Linked DNA regions of Rattus norvegicus: region 1 is linked to region 2. Evidence: chromatin contacts called from public Hi-C data. All regions are on one chromosome and are shown on one strand. Each heading gives the region's core, a stretch centred on a gene start, on an enhancer-like site or on the middle of the called end of the contact. The rest is flanking DNA. Distances are from core to core; before and after follow the strand shown.

Region 1 (2,700 bases), core at 114-2,613, 190 kb after region 2:
TTGAAGCTCCTCGGCCTGGGATTTAGGGTAGGGGGTTGGTGTGCGCATGAGAAGAGCAGATTGTGAGCCTGGCTGTCAGTGTGTGCTTTGGCATGCTAATAGAGACCACAGTTGGCCATTTGTCCTGGGCTTCTTGGGGACCTGACAACCACCATTTCTAATTCCAACTCCAGGGAAACCTGTGCATGTACCATCCCCCCTCTATCTTTCAAATAATATATTTAAAAGCAAACTTTTTTTTTTTTTTTTTTTTTTTTTTTTGGGAGCTGGGGACCTAACCCAGGGCCTTGCGCTTGCTAGGCAAGCACTCTACCGCTGAGCTAAATCCCCAACCCCTAAAAAGCTAACTCTTGAAAGGAAGGATGAATGTATAGAAGGGTTTGGAGGGAGGAATATAAACTCAAAATAAATTTTTTAAAAGTACTATGGGTTACGGAATGACTGCTGCTGGACTTTGTTGTTCAGGAAAGGCTGTTATAGGCCACTTTCTATAATGTTGAGACATTGACTTAGTATTGTAATTTCCAGGTTTTTTTTAGAGATTTATTAATTTATTATATATAAATTTAACCCAATTGGGAACATCTTTTTAAAAGATTTATTTTATTTATAGATGATTGCAAGCCACCATGTGGTTGCTGTAATTTCCAGTTTTTTGAGAGGCTTTCTTTGTGTTGCTTTGCCTAGAACTTCCTATGAAGAGACAGTCCTGTGTCTGCCAACACAGAGTGCAAGGGTTAGAGGAACGGATGACCGTGCCTGGCAATTTCCATAAATTTGATACTGACTCGAGAGGTTGGGTAATTAACCTAATCGATCAAAAACCGAGTACTTCTAATTTATGGGTAGTCATCAGTTTTAGCTTTATTGGGCAAGATTTGCTGAATCACAGTGCATGGATTCTAGTAAGTCCTTCTAACGCTTCAGTTTAAAATCACATCATGTGTTCTAAAGGGTCAAACCCAAAGTTTTCACTCGCCCAGTTATTAGGAGGGGAGATGTCAAATACAACTTCGGAAAACTTTTGGTATGCACTTTGTAGAGAGTATGCTTGAAACAGAAACAAAAACGCTGCGATGCCCTAGCAGAACACTGCAAAGGACCAGATAAAGCCTTCAGGATGAAGGTCAACTTCCCCAGAAGGGCAAGCTAAGTCTTTTCCAAAGCATTAAGATGGCAGCATAAGGTTTTATAGATAAACAGAGCAGGTAGCGAGCCCCAGGAGTCCTCTCACGAGACTCTCGCAACTCCTGCAGCACCCCGCGCCCGCCCGCGCGCTCCGGGGCTCGCCAAGATGGCGGCGCCCACGTGAGCACGCGGTGACGCAGCACGCCGGCCCGCGCAGGCCCCGCCCTCCCCACGCTCCCGCGCACTCCTCGGCCCCCCTCCCCAGCCCCCGGCCTGTGCGGATCATGCCGCCAGCGACGCCCCTCGCGGCCGGGAAACGGTAGCCGGGACGGTTGGCTCTTAAGTTACGACGTTCTTTTTCCGCGCCCCGCCGACCGCAGGGACCGGCGCCACCCCGCCGCGGTGCGCGGCTGGCAAGTGAGGAGTGAGGTCGGCGCCGCCTGGGACGGGGGAGTGGAGCTTCCCGCCCCGGGCAGCGGCCAGGAGGCTTCGCGGGTGAGCGGGACGCGGCGGGGCGCGGGGCGGCCCGGGCGGGAACGTGACGCTGGTGGGGACGCAATGGCGGCCACGCGCCGGCCGGGGGTCGCGCGCGGCGCGGCGGTGGGGGAGGGGCGCCGGGGGGTGGGACCGGCCGCGCGCTTCCGGCCGCGCGCCTTCGTGCGCCCGGGCGTTGGGCTCCGCTCGCCCGGGGCGTCCTGTAAGCGGAGCCACGCGTCCCGCTGCGCTCCTTCGGCCCGCGCGGCATGGAGGCGGGAAGAGCCGGGCGGCGGCCTCCAGCAGGCTGCAGGCGCCGCGGCCTCGGGCTCCCGCCTCCATGACTGGGGAACCGAGGCAACACGCCCGGGTGGTGGGGCACGATGGTCCTCTCTCCTTCCGGGAGTCTCGCAGCTGGCCGCCTAGGTTGTGGTAGAAACTTAACTCAAAAGTCTCGGTAGCCGCCTTTTCCTTTTGAGAAGGGATTTATTCCTACGACTTCTAGACGTGGTCGCCGTGCCCAGTTTATGGTAGCCTTTTCAGTTTTGCCTACCCAACTGGCCTTTAATTTTTTTTTTTTATGTAGTGCAGGGTGGCCTCGAACACGGCTTATGTTAGTTTTTCTAGCGATTTATTTACCGCTGGGTATGGTAGCACATACCTTTAATACCAGCTCTTCGGGAGGCAGAAGCGGGTCGAGCTGTCTCTGAGATCTACAGAGCGAGTTACAAGCCTGCCAGTTCAACCGTGAGACCTCATTGTTTTTATTGACGGGTATGTGTGTCTGCTTAAGTTTATGTGCACCACGTGCCTGTAGGTGCCTGAAGACGCCAGAGGGTGTCTGATCTTCTGGAACTGGAGTTAGCGGTTGTTGGGAGTGCCAGGAACTGGCCCCTATGTTCTGTGGAAGAGCAGTGAGGGTTCCTAATCGCTGAGCCATTCTCTCCAGCCCAACCTTAGCTTTTGAGGTTTTTACTCGTTTGGGCCACTTACTCGGTGTAGCTCAGTTTTGCTTAGAACTTCCAGCAGTCCCGCCGTGAAATGCTTTGGGCCACAAGTCTTCAAGGGCCTTTTGAGGTCTGAGGCCATTTCAGTATA
Region 2 (2,700 bases), core at 147-2,646:
ACCTCCAAGTTAGTCATAACAACCTGCTGAAACAAAGACATGGTTGCAAGGTGGGCCTAACAACTTTTTGAAACAAAGTCATGCTGAGGTGAGGATGGCAACTGTTGCAAGGTGAGCACAGTCACCTGTAACAAAGACAAGGTTGCTATTTTTTTTTTTTTGGAACAGCCACCCACAGGACCATTTATAGTTACAGTTATAGGTGAGGCTCAGACTAATCCTCGAGAAACAAAAGTTTAACCATAAGCAGGAACGAACCTAGTTTGTCCTCACCGTAAGAGGACTTTTAAGCCTAAGATGGGGTGGTGTAGAGAACTTTTAGTCCAACACCATGGCTGCTCTGGTAAGTGATCACCTTTAAATCCACTGGCTGGAATACAGGCACACCCTTACCACACCGGTTTAATCTCAGGAGACAGATAGAAATGTATCTTTGTCAGTTAAGTGGACAGTTCCAGGTCAGGCAAGACTGCATAGAGAGATTTTTTTTTTTTTCAGAGCTGGGGACGGAACCCAGGGCCTTGGCTTGCTAGGCAAGCGCTCTACCACTGAGCTAAATCCCCAACCCCGATTTTTTTTTTTTTTTTTTGAGACAGGGTCTCAACTGCGTAGCCCTGGCTGGCCGGGAATTTACTATGTAGATCAGGCTGGTCTCGAACTCAGAGATTAGCCTGCTTCTGCCTTCCGCGTGCTGGGATAAAAGGCCTGTACCATTATACATAATGAGATGTGTGTAGAGGTAGGTGTGCAGCACTCCTCAAGAAGGCATTACACGGGTGCTGAGAACTGAACTTGGGCCTTCTGCAAAAGCAGACAGCAATCTTAACCACGGAACCATGTCTCCACTCCCTATTCCCACGGAAGTTCTTTTATAAGTCTTTAGGAGTCGAGGCAAGATGAAGCAAGTTCTACTGTAATCTTTTTTTCTTGTGTATTGAGACAGGTCTCATATAGCCCAGGTTGGCTCCCACTGAAGAGAGAATGATCTTGAACTTTAGGTCTTCCGGTTTTTACCTCCTAAATGCTGGGATTACAAGATGCCCAGAAAAAGAAGAAAAAAAAAGCATTGTTGGCAGGCATGATTCAGAATCTGGGGTGGGTGAAGGACCTGGCCTGTAGGCAGGTCCATCAGAGAAAATGGGGGAAAGGACACGACAGATGAATGCTCTCCCGAGTGAGAGGGTTCTGGAAGAAGTAAAGCCAAAGCACGCGAATCCTCTTGCTTGAGAGTTTGTGGAAGGTAGGCGCCCTGTGCAGCAGGTGCTGCATCTCCTCTAGGAGAGCCTAGCAGGCGACAGCAGCCTGCGTTCCAGACGCTCCGCGGCAGAGGGCGCTGTAGCCACGCCCGTCCTGCGCCTCCGGGGCGGGGCGAGCTCCAGGCCGGGGGCGGAGCTGCGCGCTCACGTGACCCTCGCTCAATGGCGGCGGCGGCGGCGGCAGAGGCAGTGCCGGCGGCTTTCGGCGGCTGGAGCCGGATCCTGTAGCCCGGGTGTGGGCCCGCGTCAGTCCGTCCCTCCTTCGGCCCCCTCTCGTCTTCCGGAGTGTGGCTGGCGCAGCCGCGATGGCGGAGCGAGGCCTGGAGCCGTCGCCGGCCGCGGTGGCCGCGCTGCCCCCGGAGGTGCGGGCGCAGCTGGCGGAGCTGGAGCTGGAGCTGTCTGAGGGTAGGCGCGCGGCGGGCCGGGCGGGCGGGCGGCGGCCTGTGGGCGGCTGGGCTGGCGGGGCTCGCCGCTCCCCAGCCGCGAAGCGCGGCTGAGCTCTCATTGTTGTCCCTGGGGGCCCCGCAGGACGAGGGGACCGGTCAGCTGGAGACAAAGCTGCGCCCTCCGGCTGACACCTTGCCCCTCTGCTGCCTTTCTCCTGAAGGGCCGCTCGCCTGCACCCTCTCTCCTGCTTCAGAACGAGGCGCAGGGGAACGCCGCAGCTGCGTTTCTTCCTGCTCCTCTAACAATGCGAGGTGCCTCACCAGTGACAGGCGTGAGAAAGGAGCGGGGGAGCCATTGAGGGTCCGAGGGAGGTCGGAAGCGGTGGCGCTAACCCAGAGAGAACCGGATCCGCTGCCTCTAAACCACCTCTGTCCTGGGGTGCAGCTGGCTTTTCTTGGCACCTGTATTCAGGCTAGGTTTTCCTTATCTGGTCACCTTTTGGAGTCTTCGTAGAGGTGGCTACCGGGTACATGCAAATCCTGGCCGGCACCCTCTTTCTTTTGACAATGGATTGGTACAGGGAGGGTTGGGTTTATGTAGATAATTTCAAACATGAGCTAAATCTAGTCTCTGTTACAAGAGAAGTGCCTTGGACAACAATGAGAACCTCAGTGCCTGCTGGGGGCATGTGGTCAGGCGAATGCGCTGTGGCGATCAGCTCTCTGTAAAGTTCCTGTTTTTATCACAGGCGGCCTCTGAACAAAAGCAGCATTTTCTCCGCTCTCGGTGTCAGTACACTTCGCTGATGTCTCCAGAGTTGCATATTGTTGAATTATTTGCCAAAGGCCCTCACCAGTATTTTTCACGTTCAATAAAAACTGTTGATTTGAAAAAGAGTAAGGAATGCGACCAAGTTCCCAGGAGCGGTCTAGTTCCGACTTTTTGTTAACTTGTCATGACACTGGGCTTCGCCCCCCCACCCCCATTCTGAAAATCACGAATAGTCAGAAGTGCATTTGAAGTGCATTACAGATCTTACTCGATTGAAGAAGGAAAT

Evidence for each region. Hi-C and Micro-C count contacts between places; a contact is called where the count stands out from the background.
Region 1: a Hi-C map of Schwann cells shows a contact between it and region 2, with 7 times the contacts expected there. The contact joins the promoter of Atf1 here to the promoter of Dip2b in region 2. A contact is called at or near these places in 4 of 12 Hi-C or Micro-C datasets (Schwann cells, frontal cortex, kidney and 1 more) and 1 of 1 datasets of contacts at active chromatin or transcription factors (oligodendrocytes).

What each region holds. Positions count from the first base shown.
Region 1 is chr7:133,239,411-133,242,110 of GRCr8, forward strand. It overlaps Atf1 (activating transcription factor 1), which reads left to right and starts at 1,364. Exons shown (of 7, transcript NM_001100895.1): 1 at 1,364-1,623.
Region 2 is chr7:133,051,999-133,054,698 of GRCr8, forward strand. Dip2b (disco-interacting protein 2 homolog B) reads left to right here and starts at 1,397. Exons shown (of 37, transcript XM_039080375.2): 1 at 1,397-1,661. The coding sequence starts at 1,562.